Linked DNA regions of Triticum aestivum: region 2 is linked to region 1. Evidence: chromatin contacts called from public Hi-C data. All regions are on one chromosome and are shown on one strand. Each heading gives the region's core, a stretch centred on a gene start, on an enhancer-like site or on the middle of the called end of the contact. The rest is flanking DNA. Distances are from core to core; before and after follow the strand shown. Region 1 holds the start of LOC123189219 (PI-PLC X domain-containing protein At5g67130). Region 2 holds the start of LOC123189220 (probable receptor-like protein kinase At1g49730).

Evidence for each region. A called contact is a pair of places that touch in the nucleus more often than the background predicts.
Region 2: a contact with region 1 is called in a Hi-C map of leaf, with 5 times the contacts expected there. The contact joins the promoter of LOC123189220 here to the promoter of LOC123189219 in region 1. A contact is called at or near these places in 2 of 5 Hi-C or Micro-C datasets (both in leaf) and 1 of 1 datasets of contacts at active chromatin or transcription factors (leaf).

What each region holds. Positions count from the first base shown.
Region 1 is chr2A:523,282,960-523,290,149 of IWGSC CS RefSeq v2.1, reverse strand. LOC123189219 (PI-PLC X domain-containing protein At5g67130) reads left to right here and starts at 4,062. Exons shown (of 7, transcript XM_044601582.1): 1 at 4,062-4,362; 2 at 4,482-4,742; 3 at 5,570-5,668; 4 at 5,756-6,059; 5 at 6,161-6,384; 6 at 6,495-6,581; 7 at 6,672-7,053. The coding sequence starts at 4,273. The coding sequence ends at 6,827.
Region 2 is chr2A:523,587,869-523,595,058 of IWGSC CS RefSeq v2.1, reverse strand. LOC123189220 (probable receptor-like protein kinase At1g49730) reads right to left here and starts at 3,781. Exons shown (of 9, transcript XM_044601584.1): 1 at 3,455-3,781; 2 at 1,847-2,395; 3 at 488-775; 4 at 25-286. The coding sequence starts at 3,545.

The DNA.
Region 1 (7,190 bases), core at 2,813-5,312:
CACAAAACACTTGCTGCAAAACAAGTTAGACGTCCTCTAATTGTTGTTGCAAGTTTTTTACGTGGCTGCTATAGGTTTGTAGCAAGAGCGTTTCTTACCTACGCCAAAACCACAACGTGAATTTTCAATTTCTATTTACCCTTTATAAGGACCCTGTTCATCGAATCCGATCCGACTAAAGTGGGAGAGACAGAGACCCGCCAGCCACCTTATGCAACTAGTGCATGTCAGTCGGTGGAACCGGTCTCACGTAAGCGTACGTGTAAGGTTGGTCCGGGCCGCTTCATCCCATGATGCCGCCGAATCAAGATGAGACTAGTAACGGCAAGATAATTGACAATATCGACGCCCACAAATACTTTGTGTTCTACTCGTGCATAGTAACTACGCATAAACCTGGTTCTGATACCACTGTTGGGGAACGTATCAGAAATTCAAAATTTTCTACGCATCACCAAGATCAATCTATGGAGTAATCTAGCAACGAGGGTAAGGAGAGTGCATCTACATACCCTTGTAGATCGCTAAGCGGAAGCGTTCAAGTGAACGGGGTTGATGGAGTCGTACTCGTCGTGATCCAAATCACCGATGATCCTAGTGCCGAACGGACGGCACCTCTGTGTTCAACACATGTACAGCCCGGTGACGTCTCCTACGCCTTGATCCAGCAAGGGGAGAAGGAGAGGTTGGGGAAGACTCCATCCAGCAGCAGCACGACGGCGTGGTGGTGGTGGAGGAGCACGGGACTCCAGCAGGGCTTCGCCAAGCACTACAAGAGACGAGGAGGAAGAGAGGTAGGGCTGCCCAAGAGGGAGAGAATCTCGTGTGTCTTGTAGCCTCCAATACCTCAAGTATATATAGGGGAAGGGGAGGGGCTGCGCCCCCACCTAGGGTTCCCTCCCTAGGGGTGGCGGCAGCCCCCAGATCCCATCTGGGTGGCGGCCATAAGGGGGAGAGGGGGAGGCGCACCTGGGGTGGGCCTTAGGGCCCATCTGCCCTAGGGTTTGCCCCCTTCCCTCTTGGAGGCGCCTTGGGCCTTGGTGGGAGGCGCCCCAGCCCACCTAGGGGCTGGTCCCTTCCCACTATTGGCCCATGTAGGCCTCCGGGGCTGGTGGCCCCACCTGGTGGACCCCCGGACCCCTCCGGTGGTCCCGGTACACTACCTGTGATACCCGGAACACTTCCAGTGGCCAAAACCATACTTCCTATATATCGATCTTTACCTCCGGACCATTCCGGAACTCCTCGTGACGTCCGGGATCTCATCCGGGACCCCGAACAACATTCGGCAACCGCGTACATACTTTTCCTATAACCCTAGCGTCATCGAACCTTAAGTGTGTAGACCCTACGGGCTCGGGAGTCATGCAGACATGGCCGAGACAACTCTCCAGTCAATAACCAATAGCGGGATCTGGATACCCATGCTGACTCCCACATGCTCCACGATGATCTCATCGGATGAACCACGATGTCGTAGATTCAATCAATCCCGTATACAATTCCCTTTGTCTATCGGTACGATACTTACCCGAGATTCGATCGTCGGTATCCGGTACCTTGTTCAATCTCGTTACCGGAAAGTCTCTTTACTCGTTCCATAACACATCATCCCGTGATCAACTCCTTGATCACATTGTGCACATTATGACGATGTCCTACCGAGTGGGCCCAGAGATACCTCTCCGTTTACACGGAGTGACAAATCCCAGTCTCGATTCGTGCCAACCCAACTGACACTTTCGGAGATACCTGTAGTGTACCTTTATAGCCACCCAGTTACGTTGTGACGTTTGGCACACCCAAAGCACTCCTACGGTATCCGGGAGTTGCACAATCTCATGGTCTAAGGAAATGATACTTGACATTAGAAAAGCTTTAGCATACGAACTACATGATCTTGTGCTAGGCTTAGGATTGGGTCTTGTCCATCACATCATTCTCCTAATGATGTGATCCCGTTATCAACGACATCCAATGTCCATGGTCAGGAAACCGTAACCATCTATTGATCAACGAGCTAGTCAACTAGAGGCTTACTAGGGACATGGTGTTGTCTATGTATCCACACATGTATCTGAGTTTCCTATCAATACAATTCTAGCATGGATAATAAACGATTATCATGAATAAGGAAATATAATAATAACCAATTTATTATTGCCTCTAGGGCATATTTCCAACAGTTTGTGCTCGAAATGGGTCGGCCCGGACACAAAACGGACAAGATGGGTCCGGGCCGTCGCGCGCTGGGCCGCCTCGTTTGTCCGTTTTACCCCAAACGGACGGGGCCGGATAGGATAGGGTCACGCGGTGGAGTTGGCCTAAGAGCAACTCCAACGGGCCGACTCAAATGGACGGCGCTTTTGTCCGCTTTTTGTCCGTTTGGATCGGCCCGGCGGACATAAACGTCCGGCGCTGTGTTTGGGTCGGCGCGAGCGCCCAACGCTGGCCCGACCTATTTCCTCGACGCGCCAAAAAAATATAGCGAGCAGTTTGAAAATAAATATATGCATTTAATTAAACATATAAACCGGTCACGAAGGCCGGCGAAAGTCCACATTACATTAATAAAAACACTAAAAACAAGACGACGCGCTGCCCTAGGCGTCCTCGTCGGCGGCAACATCTGCGTCGGGACCGGTGAGGTTGATCAACGTCGGCGCAGGGTCGGCCCAGGGGAACGCCGTGTTTCAGACAGCGGTGGTGTCGGGCTTTGCCGCCGCTGCCTGGGCCTGGCGCGCCTCCTCGTCGCCTCGCGCTCGAGCATCTGCAGACGCTCGCCCTCCCGACGTTCCTCGGCCAGCCGAACACGGCGCCAGTGGTCGAGGTAGGCCGCCTCCTACTTCTCCGTCGCCCCGAACCAGATCGGCTGAGCGCTGACCCACTCGCGCACTAATCCGGTCCAGGAGTAGCGCTCGCGGTAGGCCGGCTCCTCCGACTCGGTTTTGGGCGGGGACGGTGGGGCCATTGGCGGCACGACGCAGTCGCCCGCCGCGGAGAGGGCCATGGCCGCCTCGTCCGCCGCTCCTCCTCCTCGCTCTCCTTGATGGCTGCCTGGTAGGTGTCCTCGGCCTCCTGGTCCTCGTCGCGGACGATGAGCGCGGGCGGCGGCAGGCTGTGGTTGACGCCGCGGACGCCGCGTCGCCTCGTCTCCTCGTGCTCGAAGGCGAACCATCGAGCCCAGTTGGGCGAGTCGGCGGCGAAGTGCGGGTCGGCGCGCTGCTCCGACGTCAGCAACGCCCGCCGGCGCCGCACCTCCTCCGCATGGGCCCTCGCCGTCCGCGGCGCCGCCGGCACCGGGATCCTCTCCGGATCCAAATGTCAGTCATGCGGCAGCGTCACGTCCGGGTACGGCAGAGGCACGCGGTGGTGCCAGTGCTACTCGGCCTGGTGATGCGCTGCCTTTGCCGGGGAGCGCGCGCCGGCGCGAGGAGGGCGGGGAGGGAGGGGGAATGGCGGGCGGGGGCTTTGCCCTTGCGGCTGCTGCCGATGCCGGAGAAGAAACCCATGCTGGCGGTGGCTAGGGTTGTCGCTGGCATGAGGGCAGGGGTGCCAGATGGGGACGTGGGGCGAGTGGTAAGTGGATGAGGACGGCCCGGCCGCACGTCCGGCTTAAAAAAGGACTACCGCCGTCGCTGACGCGTGGGCCCAAGGTAGGTAGTCGTCATAAATTATGTTGACCGTGGCGGTTGGGTGGCCGTCAGGTGGGGTCACGGCAGACGGCGAGACGCGCGGCGCGTCCGTTTCGCGTTCGCGCCGACGCATTCAAGGCGCAATTTTGAACCGAAAGTGGATCGGCGCGGACGCCGGACGGACACGATTTGAGTTTGGGTCGGCGCGTTGAGCCTCCATTTTTGTCCGCGCCGACCCAAACTTATGCTGACGGATGAAATGGGTCGGGGAGTTGCTCTAACACCCCCTATCGTAGTATGACAACGACTATTTGACATTGCACCTGACCACCGCAACTGGATGAGCCCGCACCCGTACCATCACTCTGTCCCCTTGACTGACACATGGGGCCAAGCGCAATAACAAACAAACGCCGCAGCCAGCGACCAAGATGAGCGACGCGGAAAAACAGAGCGTAAACCACACACATAAGCAAGCGACGAAACCTGGAATGTCCGGCCTTACAAGCCACACAACACAAGGATTGCAGGCTTGCTCCTCCACCAGCTTCCGCTGTCCGCCGTCTCTGGGAGGACCAGCCGCGCAGCGCAGGGCAGAGCTTGCCGGAGGAGGGCGGCCGCGGCAAGAAGAATTGAGATGGCCAAGGAGACGGTGCTCCTCGTCGTGGCTTTCGCCGTTGCCGCCGCCTTCCTGTGCTCGTGCCCCGTCGCCGTCTCCGCACGGAAGGTACGCTCGCCGGTGGTTTTGGACATGTCACCAGTGACATTGAGCTTTCTCGGCGGCGATTGTGATTGCGCTGCGCTCCCGTGGACGGACATGATCTCCGGCTGCTGCACTGCATGCAGGTGGGCGAGACGTGCGCGCTGTCGCGGAACTGCGACGCCGGGCTGCACTGCGAGACGTGCGTGGTGGACGGCAACGTGCGGCCGCGCTGCACCCGCGTGACCCCCGTCGACCCGCAGAGCAAGGACCGGGGGCTGCCGTTCAACCGCTACGCGTGGTTGACGACGCACAACTCCTTCGCGCGGCTGGGCACCCAGTCCCAGACCGGGACGGCCATCGTCACGGCGTTTAACCAGCAGGACACCATCGCCGAGCAGCTCAATGTGAGTCCATCCCCGCCCGCTCTCGCTCCCGCTCTGGCTCTGCTCTCTCTTCCGTCTACCTGCTGACCTGTGGGACCGGCGAGTATTAGAGTCCATGTTAGACCCTGTCAGCGTGCCGCGGTGGGGTGAGGTGTCCCCGGACGCAACACATGTCAAAGATCCTCGTCCACGTGTCCAAGGCGCAGCGCACCTCCAGGCGCCGGTCTTTTTCTGTCGCTGGTTTGCGTGCACGCCCACACGCTTGCTTGGAGCGTTGGCGCGGCAATGCTAGCTGCAAGGACTACCCACACCGCACACATGGCAGCCACCCGTGACGGGCACTCCTCTCTTTGTATCCAGTGTGGGTGAGACGTGTGGTGTCTGCTCCAATTCGGATAGCACGTCCATTTCTGGTCGCATTCAGTCCTCGCTGAAATAAACACGATGTGATCTGTGGACGGGACGAGAGTCCCTCGGAATTACTACTTCCAACGTAAAATTGATGCCATTCTCGAGCTCAAGGGTTAGGTCCCAAGTACTCCCTTCGTTTTTATTTACTCTGTATATTAGATTTGACTGTTTATTTACTCTGCATATTAGAGTTGACTGAAATCAAACTTCGTAAAGTTTGACCAAGTTTGTAGAAAATAATATAGACATTTATCATAATAAATCTATACGATGTGAAAGTACATTCAATAATAAATCTAATGTTGTTGATTTGTTATTGTATATCTTAATATTTTTGTTTATAAACTTGATCAAAGTTTGTAAAGCTTGACTTTGACCAAAGTTAATATGCGAACTAAATAAAAACAGAGAGAGCAATAGAATTTCTTGTGTCGCAGAACGGCGTGAGGGGGCTGATGCTGGACATGTACGACTTCCGCAACGACATATGGCTCTGCCACTCCTACGGAGGCGCATGCCGAAACTTCACCGCATTCGTAACAAAACACCAACCAAACTATACTTTACTAGGACCAATCCCTCTCGTCGACGACTAACTAGCGTTGCATGTTCGTCGACGACAGACGCCGGCGGTGAACGTGCTCCGGGAGATCGAGGCGTTCCTGAGGAGGAACCCCTCCGAGGTGATCACGATCTTCATCGAGGACTACGTGGAGGCGCCCATGGGGCTCACCCGGGTGTTCAACGCCTCCGGCCTGACGCCGTACCTGTTCCCCGTGTGGCGCATGCCCAAGAACGGCGGCGACTGGCCGCTGCTCAGCGACATGGTCCGCGACAACCACCGCCTCCTCGTCTTCACCTCCAGGTCCGCCAAGGAGGCCGCCGAGGGCTTCGCACACGAGTGGGGCTACGTCGTCGAGAACCAGTGTACGTGCGCGCCGATCATCATCGATCCGTCAGCACACGTGAGCGATTAGCCAGGAAGGAGAACCTGACGATGTTGTATCTGTCCATTCCATGTGCTGCAGATGGGAGCAAAGGGATGGTGAAGGGGTCGTGCCCGAACCGCGCCGAGTCGGCGGCCATGAACGACCTGTCGAGGTCTCTGGTGCTGGTGAACTACTTCCGGGACCTCCCCAACTTCCCGGAGGCGTGCAAGGACAACTCGGCGCAGCTGCTGGGCGTGCTCGACACCTGCCACGCCGCGTCGGGGGACAGATGGGCCAACTTCATCGCCGTCGACTTCTACAAGGTATCACATCCTTATCAGTTATCAGTTAGTTACTCTATGATGAATATGAGCACGATGAGGACTCGCTGAGTGCTGATGATGTCAAATAATTTCTGGTGATGGTTACCCAGAGAAGCGACGGAGGCGGCGCCGCGGAAGCCACGGACAAGGCCAACGGCGGGCTGGTTTGTGGATGCGGAAGCATAGCTGCCTGCACTGTAAATATACATGCCTCGATGCTTGCCTGCCAATGTTTACTGCATGTTTCGGCAAAGTGTTCACAAGATTTGTCTGTGTGTTTTGCGCAGAGTAATGGTACATGCTCGCCGCGCCGGCGCGGGAGCACGCCCAAAGGCATCTTCAACAAGACCTCAGACGCCGCTTCGTGGCAGCCGCCGGCCATGTTGCGATGGCAGCAGCTGATGCTGCTAGCCACCTTCACTGATCTACTATTATGCTTGTAGAAGAACATTGGACTCTGAATCAGCAAAACTTTTGACTAGCTGGCAGACTGTAAATCATACGTAGATGCAAACTAGAGATTTTATGTGCCGGGTTCTCATCGCACGCTGCAAGTAAACTTTACTGTTAAATTTCTGCTAGGCCAAAATTCGGCCATTGTATGACGTAGCTTGTACTAAGTTATGTATGTGATGAACTCTTTTGTTTGGAAGTTATGCATATTTGGTAGCTAAGGGCAACTCCAACGCATATCATCAAATCCCCCGCAAATGTCCGAACCGGACAGTGTAGATATTTTTTGCCATCCCACGATGGTCATCAAAATTGTCTGGACCGATCCGGATGTTCGAAATCCCACAAACCGG
Region 2 (7,190 bases), core at 2,532-5,031, 310 kb before region 1:
GCGATGATGAGGCAGGTACTTTACCTCTCAAATTTTGTTAAACAATAACCTTTAAGTCCAACAAGATGTCGATGATGCAGCCGCCCAAGAAATTCCATTTCTTTGCAGAATGCCAGCAAATCTTGTTTTGGTGAGCTCTCTATACGCTTAATGGCAACCACAGAACCATTGCTCAGTTGTCCTTTGAATATTGTTGCATTATCATTCCCTCCCAGCGTGGTGCTAAAGTTTCTTGTTGCCCTTCTCATTTCTGCGTAACTAAATCTGCCAAAAATGGTGGAAGTACCTGCAAAACAATATTGCTAAGCAGATGAACTGAAAAGGGTCCCGCAACTGATTCTAATAGTAAGTGATTCAAAAGCAGACTCAAACATCACTCCATCAAGTTTAAATTAAAGTAACATATAATTTCATAAACAAATTGTCGAGACAGAGCTTACAAATAAAAGAAAGGCAGCACCATGACCACAGCTCATTAAATGTTTACCTTCTTGGCCCTTCGTGACACAGGAACTCAACACTTTCAAAGGGTTAATTCCCTCAATCTTTTCTAGTTCTTTGCTCTTTCTTCGGATAAGTAAAATCAGTACTACCAGTAGTGTAACTGACAATCCTGTAACCAAGGTCCCGACAGCAGGGAATATTACACGCTTGTAACTATGATGATGGTTGGATGACACTTCAGCAACATGCTCCCCAGGAATTTGCGATGCAAATGGACTGGGAGAAATATTTGGTGCAGGATATCCAGCTGGGGATGATGTCGAGATGTTCACTGCATGAGATTCATAAATTATTACAACACTCAACAACCACATCCCATAAAGAAGGCGCATTTTAAGTATAAAGGAATTTATTATATATTACTCCCTCCGCCCCATAATATAAGAGCATTTTTTACACTAGTGTACTGTCAAAATGAACATTATGTTCTATGGCACTATTTTTCATTACAAAGCACATATGGACATTATGTTCTATGGCACTACTTTTCATTACAAAGCACATATGTGCCATTGCTGCCAACGACGTCACATTTAACTATAAAGCAACAAAATCAAGTAAGAGCTCTGTATATTTTCCAAGCAGAAAGTCAATCAACTTACTCAAAATAAACTATCTTGCCAACCAACACAGTAAAATGAAACAGTTTTGAAGAGAAGCCAACATATACTCCATTTACCAAAGTGTATATCCATATGAAACTTTTACTACAAATCAATAACAAAAATGTGCATCCTGGGATGTCCACTGATCTCTTGGCGGCTGTGTAACTCTGCCTCCTAGGAGGATGTAAATTCCCTATCTTTCCAATGCAATGAAACGCAAAGGCCATTTGCGTTTTCTCGAAAAAAAATAACAAAAATGTGCTGATTAATATTACCTCCATCCCAAAATTCTTATCTTAGATTTGTCTAGATACGGATGTATCTATAGTGATACATCATATAAGACAAGAATTTTGGGACGGAGGGAGTATAATACCTATAATTTGCATACTGTGAAATATGTGCAAATGTGTCACACTCAAAAAAAGTGCTGCACAGCTGAAGCTTTGAAAAGAAAACTGCTGATGATCATGTTGATTCATGAAATGCACTAGCCTTAGCAGTTAACACTCTCCAAGAAAAGGAAAAGGTGTTATTCCTCTATAAGGTGCTACATAAGTTAGACAACTCATAGTTGTAAATCCTGTGGGGTTTATGCAGTGCACTGGCATTAAGAAGTCCGAACAAAAGATATGTAATATTATTCTCCCTCTATAAGTTATGAAATACAAAAGTAATGTGTGGCCAAAATTTTATTAAGTGCATCCATTCTATGATAGACAGGAGAAAATTCGAACCTTGAAGAGCACTCAGCTCCTGAACACTGAAAAAGCAACCCGCCGTATCAAGAGTAGATATGTTCCCTTGACTCACAAAAGCAACAAAGGCAGCATCACGGCAGGTGTTCAATGTGACATTATCTTGTTCTCCCACAAGATGGCGGAGGTATGACAAACCAGAATTTAAGCACCTCTTGCAGCTCACGGCATCTGGAAGTGAGGTTGCACAATTTCTAGTCACGTCACTGAAATTCGGAGACTGTAACATTTGGACGATAGTAGTCATCCCAACGCACTGATAGGACGCCTGAATCTTGATCCCGAGGCCACAAAACGAAGCTGCAGTAGGAAGTATCCCATTGGACACGAAGGTGTCTGAGATATTGCGAATACAGGCATCGGCAAGTTCAGATGGAACCCCAAGAGTGCCTGTTGTGTTCGCATACATTGCAGATGAGACCGCGAGGACGGCATTGATATAGCGGCAACACTTTGAGTGCCCATTCTGATCCGAGCATACAGAAGCTATCAGCGCAAAGTTTGGCCAACTGAAATCTAACGGACAATCTGCATGGTCAAGCAACAAACATGAGTAACGATGCAAGTATGGCCGGTCCATAATCACAAAACTTTTGAAAGAGGAGACTCATCACTCTGTATCTTCACTAAATTTGGCAAAGCGGATGCCACACACACACAGAAAGAGAAAAACGCGTAACTGATGTAGTACAGCAAGCGTGATTTGTAGGTGCAGCACAGCTTATGCTCACAGCGTGAATTGTGCTCGTATCTAGCAGAAGTGGAGTTAACACCATTGGGAATAGGCCACATGACCAGTACTAGCTGGGTACGTGCCTAATGGATTGCCTGCCATAAATGTCATACTATCCATATTTCCCTCATTACACCAGAGCTGCTACGAAACCGAATATAGAGCATTTGATGGTACACTCTAGGCTAGCACATATAAGCGATAAAACAACCCATGTGCACCTGAGGAACATCAGGCAAATCAAAAATATCTTGTGACATTATCAGTGGTTCAGTAACGCCAAATGCCAGGACTGAAACCCTCACGGACAGCCAAGTCCAACGGCTATTGAAACCCAAGAGCCATGAAAGTCCATCGGCCCAGTCGTACGTGTACAGCAACCCCATTAGGTAAGGGAATTGAATGGCCTAAGGAAGGACTCCAACGCGAGGGGGAGTGAGCAGAGTAGGCCCTGAGAGCAGAGGCCGTCGCTGCCAACTACACTGCGTCTACAGAAGAATGCAGGCGAAAAATGCGCCCCGTACCAGTCGTGCTTAGGGATTGTTCCCGGGCTACATCTCGCACCTAAAATGCCTGCTATTCGCGTTAGCCTCTCCTAAAAATGAAGTCCTAAATCTACAGTACTGTACCAATATTCTGGGCTGAACCATTAGAGAAAACTCAAAGGCTTTAGGGACGCATCGAATGGGCGTCGGAAGGGGAGAAATCGAAATCAGTGATTGAGCGAAGCGCGCCCACAGCCGTCGCCGTCGCCGACCGATCCCTCGAACCCCAAATACCAAATGCAGCTAATGCTGTTCCGCCACTGGAGCGGAGTGGGCTTCAACCAGTTGCTAGAGACGAGAACGGTTTACCTGCCGCGATCGCCGCGGGCGGAAGCGGGGCCAGGAGCGCGACGGCCGCGGCGGCCAGCGCCGCGCAGAGGAGCGGCCCGGGACGCCGCATCCGGGGGCCGGCGGCGCGGTGCAGCCCTCGTGTCGGGCGCAGCGAGAGATGAACAGGAGCGGAAAGGTGGGGTTTGTCCGGTGAGGGCGCGGAAGGAAGGAATGGGATGCCAGGCTGACGGTGCCCCGACGCCAACCCAATATGCTCGTTTGTGTTGCTGACTGCGGCCGCGGCGCTGCCGCTTTCCTTTTCCTCTTTGCTTTGCGGGTCGCAGCGCGGCGCCTTTTTCTAGCCGCGCGTGGAAGAGTGGGCGGGGGACGGGGGTTTTGGGATGGGCTCCTCCCGGTCACGGGCACGGGTGCGCGGAACTGCGAATGCGAGCGACGCGGACGACTTGGGGAGTCTGCTCCGGCTCCGCGGACCACGGGTGGGGTGCACATGGCGCGGTAGTCTGACTCTCACCGGGCCACGCGACCAAACAAACCCGTCGCCGTATCCAAGAACCAGTACTGTGCGAGTGTTGATCGTGTCCTTTTGTGGGCGATGGCCTGGTGAGCCCCAGATGCTTGCGGTCGACCTCCCTCCAGCCTCAGGGACCGACTCAAAAGAATGACGATTTCGTTCGCTTTTTGTCCGTTTGGATCGGCCGCCCACCCGGCTCCGCCCTGTTTTAGATATGGATCGGCAGCGTGTCTAACACATCGAGCCATATGTACCGGCGTGGCCGGCTAGCCGCCCTATTTTAACAAATAGCTCATTTTTCCATTGATTTTGCATTTAAGTATATAGTTAAGTAAGATAGTTTGAATCGAATAAAATAGTATAGTTTTACAAGCTGAATAAACATAAAAAATGTCTCACATAGTTTTGCAAGCCGAATAAATAAGATACATCTATTGGTTGTCAACATGAGCCCACATATACTCAACCAAATCATTTTGCAGTTGCAAGTGAGTTTTCAATCACGCATGTCATGATGAAATTGGATGAGCTGTTCAAACGTTGCCGCTCATTCATGCTCAGGCACAACATTCTCACCCTGAAACTGAAACCCTTGATCATACGGACGTTCCGGACGCTCATATTCTATGATTATATTGTGCATAATCACACAAGCAGTCATCACCTCCCACAGTTTCTGCGTGCTCCAAGTATTAGCATGATACCGAACGATGCCTCATCGAGATTGCAAAACACCAAAGGCATGCTCGACATCCTTCCTAGCACTCTCTTGCTCTTGGGCAAATCTTTTCCTTTTCTCTCCGACAGGGTTGGGAATTGTCTTGACAATAGTGGTCCACTGAGGATAGATACCGTCACCCAGGTAGTATCCTTTGTCGTAGTTGTGGCCGTTGATAGTAAAGTTCACCGGTGGGTTGTCGCCTTCGGCAAGCCTAGCAAACACCGGCGAACGCTGAAGCACGTTGATATCATTGTGTGATCCGGCCATGCCAAAGAAAGAGTGCCAGATCCAGAGATCTTGAGACGCCACGGACTAGTATGACAATGCAAGCGTTGACATGGCCCTCATACTGTCCGTGCCAAGCAGAAGGGCAATTCTTCCACTCCCAGTGCATGCAATCTATGCTGCCAAGCAGGGGCGTAGCCAGGACCCGGGCTGCCCAGGCCATGGCCCTGGTCGTGGAGAGGAAATCCTTCGTTAACTTTAGCTACAGTAGCGTATTGTAGCTACAGTAATTACTGTAGCGCCAAGGGTGGCCCGGGTGAGGGAGTCCTGGATTAGGGGGTGTTCGGGTAGCCGGACTATACCTTCAGCCGGACTCCAGGACTATGAAGATACAAGATTGAAGACTTCGTTCTGTGTCCGGATGGGACTTTCCTTGGCGTGGAAGGCAAGCTTGGCGATGCGGATATTCAAGATCTCCTACCATTGTAACCGACTTTGTGTAACCCTAACCCTCTCCGGTGTCTATATAAACCGGAGGGTTTTAGTCCGTAGGACAACTTCATCATACGACAATCATACCATAGGCTAGCTTTTAGGGTTTAGCCTCCTTGATCTCGTGGTAGATCTACTCTTGTACTACCCATATCATCAATATTAATCAAGCAGGACGTAGGGTTTTACCTCCATCAAGAGGGCCCGAACCTGGGTAAAACATCATGTTCCTTGCCTCCTGTTACCATCCGGCCTAGATGCATAGTTCGGGACCCCCTACCCGAGATCCGCCGGTTTTGACACCGACATTGGTGCTTTCATTGAGAGTTCCTCTGTGTCGTCGCTTTTAGGCCCGATGGCTCCTTCGATCATCAACAACGATGCAGTCCAGGGTGAGACTTTTCTCCCCGGACAGATCTTCATCTTCGGCGGCTTCGCACTGCGGGCCAATTCGCTTGGCCACCTTGAGCAGATCGAAAGCTACGCCCCTGGCCATCGGGTCAGGTCTGGAAGCCTAAACTACACGGCTGACATCCGCGGGGACTTGATCTTCGATGGATTCGAGCCACCGCCAAGCGCGCCGCACTGTCTCGATGGGCATGATATAGCTCTGCCGCCGAACAGCGCTTTCGAGGCCGCACACGCACCAGTTCCGACCATTGATTCGGAGCCTACTGCGCCGATTGAGGATCAGTGGTTGGACGCTGCCTCAGGGGCTGCGATCTCAGAGGCGATCGAGCCGAACTCCAGCCCCGCACTCTGCATGGCCCGTGACTCCGAGGAGCCGGATTCCTCTCCGAACTCCGAGCCCCCCGTGCCCCTGCCGATCGAATCTGATTGGGCGCCGATAATGGAGTTCACCGCCGCGGACATCTTTCAGCACTCGCCCTTCGCGACATCCTGAATTCTCTAAAGTCTCTCTCTTTATCAGGAGAGCCCTGGCCGGACTACGGTCAACAAGGTTGGGATACGGACGATGAAGAAATTCAAAACCCACCCACCACCCACTTCGTAGCCACTGTCGACGACTTAACCGACATGCTTGACTTCGACTCCGAAGACATCGACAGCATGGACAACGATGCAGGAGACGAACAAGAACCAGCACCTGTAGGGCGCTGGAAGGCCACCTCGTCATATGACATATATATGGTGGACACTCCAAAGGATGGAGATGGCGATGGAACAACGGGGGACGATACCTCTAAGAAACAGCCCAAGCGTCGGCGTCAGCGGCGCCGCTCTAAATCCCGCCAAAGCAAAAACGGTGATTCTGGCACGGGAGATAATACTACTCCGGATAGCGCCGAAGAACACCCCCTCCAGCAAGATTCAGCACAGGAGGACAGAGAAGCCAGCCCTCACGAGAGGGCGGCGGACCAAGAGGTTGAGGATGATAATTATACGCCTCCCTCCGAAGATGAGGCAAGCCTCGGCGACGACGAGTTCGTCGTGCCAGAGGATCCCGCCGAACAAGAGCGTTTTAAACGCATGCTTATGGCCACGGCAAGCAGCCTCAAGAAAAAGCAGCAACATCTTAGAGCTGATCAGGATTTGCTAGCTGACAGATGGACTGAAGTCCTTGCGGCCGAAGAGTATGAACTCGAATGCCCCTCCAAGAGTTACCCAAAGCGCAGGCTGCTACCCGACTAGAGGAGGAAACACCTACATCACCAGCGCATGACATGGCCGACCGGCCACCTCGTGGCCGCGACAGCGAGGCCTCTCGGCCCTCCACTCAAGCCATGCCCCGGCGCCGCGTCAAGCATACTAAGGCACGGGAAAATGCACCCGACCTGCGCGAC